Regions from separate parts of the Columba livia genome. Here region 1 is linked to region 2. The links are chromatin contacts, called in public Hi-C maps. All regions are on one chromosome and are shown on one strand. Each heading gives the region's core, a stretch centred on a gene start, on an enhancer-like site or on the middle of the called end of the contact. The rest is flanking DNA. Distances are from core to core; before and after follow the strand shown.

Region 1 (5,059 bases), core at 1,286-3,785, 130 kb after region 2:
CAAAACCCACCAGACCCGTATGAGCCGAACCCGCAGGAGAACGAGCAGCAAACGAGCCCGTGCCCACGGCTGCATGGGAACACCCGCACCGGAACCGCCCCACGCAAAACCCACCAGAACACCCTTCCTGACCACAAACAGCATTCTTCCCTAGCTTTCAAATCACGCTTTTTTAAAAAAAACAAACAAAAACCCAACAAATCACTTCTATGTATTTCAGAATTCTAAAACTATGCCTTTATATCTGCCAATAGGTTACATTTGTAATGAATGCACTTTCCTGCTTCAAGTGCGCAAATACATGAGTAACAGGAAAACTGAACCTCCCACACTGCATCACCTTCCTTACCTTCAGAAACATTCACTTTGTTACACGGGAGGGAAATGACCTCCTAAGAAAGTTACATTAATAAACCCACGGATGCTACCGACTTCACGGGATTTCCTCAGGAATTCCTATATTTACCAACAGAATAACGTCTGACACCTGAAGCCAGGGGGCTGTGACCGGCCCTACGGGAAGATGTCCATTTCCAGAAAGGAGACACTGACCCGTAAGGACCGCGGGTGCTCTGCTCACCTGGGTCCTGCTTTGTCACACGATGGCTTCTGGTTCTCCCTCACAAAACCGAAACGGGAGGCACAGAGGAACACAAGCCTGCTCGTTCAACACAGGAAAAAATGAGCTTGCCATATATGAAACATGACCTCGATTTTGTATAATTTAGCACCCCCATTTAATTTTCAATTTTTAAACAACGAAGCATGTGGTTTCCTAATGACATTTCAAACAAATCCTCACACGAATCCACGTCACCGGGATGAGGAGCCAGGCCCGCGGCCGTTGGGGACGGCGCGGCCGTTGGGGACGGCGCGGCCGTCTCGAGCTCACGACACACCAGCAGCACCAGCTGGGGTTGGAGCTTTCACAACATCAGCCGTCATTTCACGAGTACACGCTGTAAAATCCTCCACATAAACTTGTGCCGGCTTGCTTTAAATTAACTTTAATTCGGGTTTAGGAAAGCAGATGAGCCTGTACCTAAGTGAGGTCAAGGACTTCGAGGAGCTCATCGAATCCCGCAATACCTGCAGCTTTTTATGAAGTGCGCGGCCGGGCACAAGTACGCAGGGCAGATTGAATAACTGCTTAATATTAGTCAGAAATGAGAAACAATAACTAACATTTGTAAAAAGTTACACCTGAAATATTTCTCTCCGTCCTATTTAAATGTACTTAGCAGAAAGGTCAGCGCTCCTGAATTTGCTAGATAAATAAATGTTGGTGAGGTGGATGAATCACTGGAGAATTGGTGCATGGCAGCGAATGAATAACCTGCAAATGCTTCCCAAACCCCATTATTTCCCTTTTTCCAGTAGGGCAAAGATTCATGTCCCTGCATGCCGCCAGTTCATTACGGAGAAATATCATTCCTCTTCTGGCACTGCTGGGCGGCCTCTCAGCCCCACGAGGACCCTTTAATGTTTAATTCCCCATCATCCGCTCCACTGAACAGCTTAATCTCTGCTTGTATGATCAATACTATATCAGTGTAAATTAAAATGACAATTTTAAAGTAATTAAGCCTGTTAATGCTCGATTCAAATGTCATTATTTGCACAAGGGATTGAGGAGAAATTACATCGTGTCCAGGGTGACAGGGAAACGCTTGAGCCGGCTCAGCCTGCTGCCGCGGTGCCACGGGAGGCTCTGGCAAAGCGGATTACGCGCGCGCCCCGCCAGGACGCCTGTCCAATTTCTGAAGGGGATAACGCAATTTGAGAAATGTAATTCCAGCTACAAACTCAATTATCGTGATAATGGATGAAAACTGGGAGGAGACACCAAACAAGACCCACATAAAAAAATACACTTAACTTCAGAATGAGATACAACAGTAATTGTTTTATTTGATTTGCTCTATCCCTTTTGAAAACCCTTTAAATAATTGTGATTGTTAGAAGAATAGCCAGCATCTATTAAATAGCACGAGCTCCAGGATCAAAGCGGCTGCAGTTTAAAGGATTTTGGTCACAATGGAAATGTTTGCTATCCTTCGCTTGTACAGCTACATTTATTAGACAAGTAAAATTACATCATTACAGTATTGGATCTCATAAATAGATCTATAAAACTCAACCACGCTCAGATGAAACCTCGGCCCACCCTACGTGCTGGCCTTTCCAGACCTGCCGTGACAGCCTCCAGTCATTTATTATTTCAAAGGGAGATTTTCATAATAGAAAACCTTAAACTTTATGAGACGGCCACAAGAGTCGGGTTGTATTTCCAGCCCGACCAGCCGAGAACGCGCCGAGCTGCCGGGGCTCGAGCTCAGCTCCGCGGCTCCGGCGCACCAAAAACCACGGCGATTTAGGCAAAACGCTGGCCAGAGCATCAATATCTGATTCCTTGAAGCAGACAGCAAAAGCGAAACACCGAATGTCATGGATTTAAGTGAAGGATGAGGAACCGTGGAAAGCGCCCTCTGCACAGGCCGCTCAGGGAGCAACAAGGCCCCGCGGAGCCGAGCGGCTCCGCCCGCACCCGCGCCGCACACCGCTGGCGGATCCTCCGACCCCCGCACTTCCGGAAGTTCTCCGATATCATTATATGGAATTTTTATTAGTGCACACGAAACATTTTTGGCTTGCACTTCTTTAAATAATAAATGGCATATATTAAAGTGCCTTACAGGTCTAATAACTCGCACCAGATCCATGTAGGCCTGTCTTATTAACTTTTCGTTTAAATTACAGCAGAATTCATCAATCAGTGTTTCTAAAAAGCACACTGCAGATTGCCACGGGCTCTCAAGAAAAATGCATCTCAGGACAATTCGAACATCCACGGTGTCTCAAGCATTTCATCAGAAAATCTATCAGATCACAGAGTTTCTTCGATGAAATGGTAAAAGAACGGCCCTAAAACCGTAACCAAAGAACATTAAATTCTTTTCACAATAATGAAGAAAAAACCCCTAAACTTAAACTACTTAAAGTTTTTAAATTAAATGCATTAAGTCCATCCCAAACAGAATTTTAAATGACAACTAAGGCAAGCTGAGGGAGTCGTGCAGGTTTGATTCCGCACTGCTGACTCCTGACGCACCGGGAACGGCGCAGGCCGAGCCGAAGCCCTGGCTCCACCTGCCTGCATGAAGACCAGCTTCCTCCTGACAGAACAGCGGCAGACGCGGAACTCGGAAGACAACGGGCACAAGTGGGGGAACATACGCCCAGCGCGTTGGTTTGCATGCGTGGGGTTGTGTGTGTTCGCTTTGGGTTGGGTTTGTTGTTGTGTGGGGTTGTTTTGGTTGGTTTTGGTTTTTGGTTTTGTATTTTTTTTAACACGGAAACACACTGACTATTACTGACTTGATCACTTTTGCTCTGATAATTATGAAAACTCCCGATTCTAAAGCTAGTGCCCCAGGCCGGAAGCAAAGGGCCGTGTTTAGAGAGCCGGGCAGACAGCACCTCGAGCCGGCGCAGCCCCGGCTGCTCTGCCCCCCCGGTGCTCCCCGCTCCGCTCTGCTCTCCCGCCCGTGACCGGCACACGAGCCGACCGGCACACGAGCCGACCGGCACACGAGCCGACCGGCCCCAGCGCTCGGTCCACGCGCCTGTGCTGCTCACAGATCGCTCTTCTGCACGGAACTTCAGACAGGAAATCAAACAGAGTTCTTTGGGAGCTTTTTTAAAATTAAGTTGGGAAATACGAAGCAACATTGTTCTCACACCACAGTGAAATTGTCATGGTTGACAACTTTATGCAGTATATGCACTGACACCTGAAAACATTTCCCTCCTTAATGAGCATCAAAAATGGATCCGACGCGAGTGCGGCCCCGCGGCCCCGCAGGTACGCACAGCTGGCGGGAAGACGCTACTTTCAAATCGGCGTGTGCGCCGATGATCAGAATCCTTTCCTTTGTACACAAGCTCAAACCTCTCCGCACTCTACTGCGGCTTTTCTGGTCTGCGTTATCAGCAGGGCATGTTAATGGACACCAGACCATATGGAGCAACAAATTAATTGTTTCCCTATGTACAATAATAGCTCCATTTATCATGCACATGTTGACCTGTGTTTGCTTTACAAAGCTTATTAATTACCAGCGATCATGCTGCTGTTAGAGTAAAGGACACACTGGTAAAATGTACCACAACTGACAGACTCAGAATTATTAAACGTATCTTCACTGTTGAACACAGGAAAAGCGTTCGGCTTCTTTTTGCTTTTAAAATTTCACTTGATAAGATTTTAAAGCAATAACATCAGTTCCGCAGGAACAAACCCAGTGTTACTGGGAGCAGACTGGTATTTGTTTATGCTCACAATTGTTCTGTTTGAAAATTACTTTTCTTTTTAATACTCCGCCTAGTATCAGCCGTGTTTTTCCTAAGAGGCTTTTATTAGCCTGTGAGAACACAAGCAACCCCAAAGCGCATTAACAGATGATCACTCTCGGCTGATCTCCACACGCACTGTGCACACTAGCGCCGCTGAGACCGCGCAGCAGGGGCGGCTCGTCGGGGTCGCGGTGGCCGCACCAGCAGGGTCTCACACCACACACGGCTCTGGGACAAACGGACCCTTTCTGGGGAGGGAGGAGCTGGTCACGACAGACCCAAACACTGTGGGATCGGCCCCTTCAGCAAAATTCATCCAAACACCTGAAGGAAACTGTAATTTATATGAAAAAAATAACAAGTCCTGACTTATTAAGACTTTCCTACGGTTTTCACAAAAGGTAACTGGACAAATTCTCCGAGCACAACTGAAATGGAGTAACCGGAGCGGTTCTCAATGCAGGAGTGAAGAGGCTCCCGGGAGCCGGCAGAATCGCGGGAGCCTCGTCCCAGAGAAAGCACGCGAGCGAACAGAGCCACGAACCCGAACTCCCAGTCGGCCACTGAACCCGCTGCTCTCCCTTTCACGTTCGCTGCCTCAGCGGTTTTCTGTCAACAAACGCTAACAAGCCTTTCAGCTCTTTAAGAGCTTAACAATTTTTCAGCATGTTCAGCAATAGATTTGTTGCAGAATATTTGTTTC
Region 2 (5,351 bases), core at 2,164-4,663:
CGGAGCCCTTCGCACCGAGGGCCCGGCGGCCCGTCCCGCCGCCCGCCACAACGCGCCCGCTCCCGGAGAGCAGCGGCAACCGGGCCGAGAGAGGCGGCGCCGCGGCTGCGCCTCCCGCCCGCCGTGCGAGAGCGGCGGGAGCGGCGCACGGAGCGGCGCGCCCAGGAGCGCTGGGCTGGGGACGGGCCGCCCCTCACCCCGGCAGCCGCCAGGGGGCGCCGCCAGCCCGCGGCGAGGCCGGGCCGGGCCGGCGGGGCGGTCACGACCCCCGCGGGAGGGACACCCCCCGCACCCCGCCGCTCCGTGCGCCCCGGTGCAGGGGGAACCGCGCCCCGTCGCTCGTGGCGGAAAGGCGGCGGAGCGGCCCGGCTGGAGGGCCGGCCCGGCCAGGTAACTGCCGATGCCCGCGGCGGGTTTTCTCCCCGAAATTAACCTCCGGGAAGCGACGTCTTGTACAGCGAACACGGCATGTCCGCACGCCAGGGCGGGCTTTAGCGCTCCTACACTCACCGGCCGAGGCCCCTTACCTGCAGTGGAATGTACGGGTAATCGGAAACGTCTCAGACCGTTTTATTTCCACTCTACCAAGTCCCCTGCCAAAACGGTCTCGACCGCAGGCAGCGGGCTCGTCGGATAGTGATGCCCGCCAGCAGTGAGCTCCGGCGTTCCGGCACCCCGCCGGGTAGCGGGATCCCCGGGACGGCCCGTTTCTCAGGCGCGAAGCCCTGGTTTGTTTCGTTGAGATTACCGGAGACCAGCGGCTGCCGGGCGCGTTTCCGGGCTCTGGGCCGGGCGCCAAAGGCGAACAGGCAGCGGGCCGGGACCGGGACCGGCGGAGCGCACGGTGCTGTCGCCCGCAGCCGTCGCAGGGGCTGCCCTGCAGCTGCGCCGTCCCCGAGCGGCACGGCCTTTGCAGCCGAAAACGGTTTTGCTTACGACTTAGGGGGTGCTTGCACCTGGGGCAGCCTGGCAGCCGTCTGGGGCTGCACTCTGGGGGTCCCTGCAGGTAGGGCAGTCCGTCCGAGAGGAGGGGACCCCGGGGCATCAGGGAGCGGTGGGACGGGAGGGGACGCGCGACCTGCCCGGGGGCCGCACGGGCCGTGTCTGCTCGGGGTTCCCGGAGCGAGCTGGAAGAAATTACACAAAAGCGTTTTACCGCGCTGCGGGGTCTACAGAAATAAACCACACGTATTTCCACCTGGAAAAATCGGGATACCAGATTGCAGGAAAGTCAATGGACAGGACAAACGTACCATTAACGTGCAGCAAGCGTCCCCGATGACAGATATAAATTATCGGCCAGCCTCAGAGCGCTGTTGTAGCGCGAATTTTAACCCAGAGGACGGGAGCTTAGACCTGCCCCTCGGGACTCACTGGCCGGGGCTCCGGGACACAGGGAGCCAAACAGCCCACGCGGGGACGGAGGCAGCCGATCCTGCCCCGCCGACGCGCTGGTGGCGGAGGCCGCGCTCTTACCCTGTTCCACCGGTCCTGTGCAAGGGTGCGGAGTCCCGGCAGGGCTTGGTGCCCGGGGAACGGCAGCTGTGTGCGGTGTGTGGATGAGCGCCCGGTCCCCGCCCGAGCGGGACGGAGAGGCTTCCCGCCTGTTAGCCGAGCCGGAGCGGTCAGTGCTGGAGAGTTCGCATCCAGAGGCGGAAAAGGCGCGGGCGGTGCGGTGAGCTCGGCGGGAAGACGCGCAGCTACCCCGGCTTGTGTTCCACTGCCCCGAGCACCGGCACCGGGGGCGGGGAGGGCGGCGGCACCGGGGAAGGCCAGGGCGAAATCCCAGCGGTGTGCGACCGGGGGAGGCACCGGCAGAGACCAAGGCAACCTCCGGGTGGGGCGGCGGCTCCTGCCCGCCGGGGATGGGCCGCCCCCGCGCCCCGGAAGCGCCGAGAGGGTCCGCGGATTTCGGGCGGGGGGTCGCGCCCCGCCTGCCGCCCTCGGCCTCCTCCCGCGGCCCGGGGAGGCTGCGCCGCGCCGCAGGACGAGAGAGCAGACGGCGCTCGCCGGCTCCTCCCGGGATTCGCGGGCGCTGCAGAAATGAGACCGGACAGAGAGCTGGTGGAGCTTCGTCAAGGGAGCTCCATGAACCCGTTCCTACTCGCAAGAGTGCTGCTGCTCAAAACACAGAAAAAGCAACGGAGGCGTTTATTAAGCTTCTTTAAGGGCTGCATGATTTTTAATTCCACGTTTATACGTTAAGCTATTTACGAGGATGCATATAATAACACACAGACTGTTAGAGCAACCGAAAATAAATATCACTGATTGAGCCCGAGTAATTGCTTCCCAAACTTACTTTGACATTAAAGCTGTTGTTTAGGGTTAAATGAAACTTTACTCACCTGCAAACCGTTCTGACGACAGACATAACCACATCCAAACGAACGCGCCTTTTAATAATTGTTTTGATATGATGAAGTCGATTCATGTTTACTTTCTGAACACTTTGAAAAGTTTTGCTGCCCCACGTACTGTGGTTAATATTTTCCTTGGTTAACAATGCATCAAAACCATAGAAGGCAGTTGTAAGGCGAAGAACGCACAATAAATCCCGTTTCCGAAATTATTTTCTATAAAAAGCTAAAATCCGTATTCTTATTTTCTTGTCAAGTAAGCATGTTTTCGATTAAGAGGAATATCAGTGGCAATTGTATTTGTACGAACGAGCTTCGTTCCGCGATGATGTAACAGCCTTTCTTTTTCCTTTTAAAGCCCAGGGTGAGCCCTCTCCGCCGGGCTGGAAGGGGGAGCGCTCCGACGCCGGTTGCAAAACCGGCCACAAAGAGGTTGAGCGAAACAGTTGTTCCCCGGACGTTAGATCAGTCTTACAGCTGTGCTTTAAACGTTCGATTCTATCGCAAGGGGAACGGCTGCAGTGCAACCGGAGAGGGAACCGAACCCCCGACCGAAGGGCAGCGGGTCGGGAGGGAACGCGCATCTCGCCCGCTCGGCAGCCCCGGGGCAGCGAAGCCGCCGTCCCCCCGCACCTCAGCGGCGCTCGGCGGCCCGCCCGGTCCATGCCGCGGGACGCTCTCCCGGGGCCGAGCTCTTCGGACTCGGAGCGGAGGTCCCGCCGCTCAGCGCGCCGCGGCCCCGGACGGGACGGGGCGGGTCGGGACGGGTCCGGGCGGCACCGGGACGGGTCCGGGCGGCCCCGGCGGCGCTGACCCCGCTGACCCCGCGCTGGCGCGGCGGGCGGGGCGCGCGCGGGGGTCCCGTCGGCCGTGGCGCGGCCACGTGCGGGCCCGCGCGCTCCCACGGCGCCCGGGGCCGCCCGGTCCGGCCGTGACGTATCGGGGTGGGGGCGCTCGCCGCCCGCCGATTGGGCCGTGGAGCCGGCGCGGGGAGGCGGCCGCCCAATGGGCGCGGAGCCCGCAGGTGCCCGCGCGGTTATCTGCGCCCCGGGGCGCGGCGCGGAGCGTCCCCGCTGCTGCCGCCGGGACACGGGACCGGGCGAGGTGCGGAGCCCAGCGCTGCCCGGCCCCTCCCGCCGGATCCCGCGCCCGGTGCCTCAGCCGCCGGGGCCTGTTCTCCCCAGGATCCCTCTCCGCTATTCTGCCCCGACTTGTCTTTCTCCGCGCTCCCGCCGGGAAGTTCGCGGTGCGCACCGCCGAGCTGCGGGGCCGGGTGGAGAGACGCCGGGATTTTCCTACTTCAGCGAACTTGGGTACTTGCTGGCGCTGTGAACCTGCAGCGGAGAAGAGGCCTCCCCGCCCGGCCGGCGCTCCCGGCGCGGGGTCACAGCGGCTGCCGGCGCGGTTGGAGAAGGACCCGCGCTCGCTGATGACCACAAATGTTAGCGGTGGGGCAAATGGATGCTAATCGCCAGAGCGCGTTCGTCCTCAGCAGTACGCCGCTGGCCGCACTGCACAACATGGCCGAGATGAAGACCTCCCTCTTCCCCTACACCCTGCAGAATCCCTCCGGCTTCAAGGCACCGGCCCTAGGCGGACTCAACACGCAGCTCCCCTTGGGGACGCCGCACGGAATAAGCGACATCCTGGGGCGGCCCGTGGGCACCGCCAGCAACCTCTTAGGCGGGCTGCCCCGCATCAACGGACTGGCGGCATCGGCGGGGATGTACTTCAACCCCGCCGCCGTCTCCCGCTACCCGAAGCCGCTGGCAGAGCTGCCGGGGCGGCCCCCCATTTTCTGGCCGGGAGTGGTGCAGGGGTCTCCCTGGAGAGACCCGCGGCTCGCCTGTCCCGGTAAGTGCGGCCGGTTCCGGCGGGGAGCGCGGCCCGCAGTGCCTCCCGGGCAGCCTGCCTGGGGTCCCGCCCGGCGGGAGTCGTGGGATCCCCTCCGGGCGGCCGAGCCTGGAGCCAGGGCGGCCCCTCGCCCTGTCGGCCGGTGGGAGAGCGCGGTAGACGGGGCGGCCGGCCGGCAGGAGAGCGCGGCACCCCGAAGGCGGGTCGGTGCCGGTCACCTGTGCCCGCCGCGGCGCCCCGAGATGTCCCCGGACCAAACCGTGCTCTGGAGCCAGCGGCGCCGAGCGGCGGCGGCCACCCCAGCAGCCCCGCGGCTGCCCGCGCCCCGCTCCGCGCCGGGCGGCGTCGGTGCAGACCCGGTCTCTGACGGAGCTGTTTCTCCTCTGCTTTTAGCTCAGACGGGGATGGTTTTGGACAAGGACGGCAAGAAGAAACATTCGCGACCAACTTTCTCTGGGCAGCAGATTTTTGCTTTAGAGAAAACCTTCGAACAGACGAAATACTTGGCAGGACCGGAGAGAGCTCGGCTCGCCTACTCTCTGGGGATGACCGAGAGCCAGGTGAAGGTAGGTCGGTCTGTCCCCGCGGGTCCCGGGCTGGGCGCGGACTGTCGGGGCCGCCACCTCCCGCTCGCTGCCGAGGCAGCACGTAACCTTGTGTTTTTGCGGTAATTTTCAGCGACCGTTGAATCTCTACAATCCTACAGGGATATCTTTAAAGTCCATTATAATTAAAATTACGTTTGGGTATTGGATGGATTTTAGGCCAACCTCTACGTAACTGATTTTGTGCTTGGATTTCTTTGTGCTGCAAACGATTTAAGAAACAAAAAAAAAAATAAAAGCGCACAAAAACCCAACGGCAATAACAAAACCACCAAATAAAATCCATAGAACAAAATCCTACGCACACGTTAAAAAACAAAACCCAAAACACGCCAAACACCACAATAAACCAGCCCCCAAACAAAAAAGCTCCCCGCAAGCGATTGCTTTCAATCCGAGGCCAATTGACACGACTCCACTTTGCACAGTCACGCAAATTTTGTACCGAAGTCCTCAGGCGCATTGAGGCGTTGACGTGCACGGGGAGCCAGAGATACTGATTTTTCTGGCCACCACATTCAATTTCCAACAG

The links. A called contact is a pair of places that touch in the nucleus more often than the background predicts.
Region 1: a contact with region 2 is called in a Hi-C map of crop, with 2.3 times the contacts expected there. The contact joins the enhancer-like site here to the promoter of NKX6-2 in region 2. A contact is called at or near these places in 2 of 2 Hi-C or Micro-C datasets (crop and liver).

What each region holds. Positions count from the first base shown.
Region 1 is chr6:562,211-567,269 of bColLiv1.pat.W.v2, forward strand. All of the region lies in intron 4 of INPP5A (inositol polyphosphate-5-phosphatase A), which reads right to left. Among named protein-coding and RNA genes, the nearest start is that of INPP5A, 80 kb to the right of the region's middle. Within about 2 kb of position 2,536, at least 1 of the 3 cell types and tissues checked has an H3K27ac peak away from gene starts, as active enhancers do.
Region 2 is chr6:430,478-435,828 of bColLiv1.pat.W.v2, forward strand. It overlaps NKX6-2 (NK6 homeobox 2), which reads left to right and starts at 3,414. Exons shown (of 3, transcript XM_065066619.1): 1 at 3,414-4,214; 2 at 4,608-4,780. The coding sequence starts at 3,800.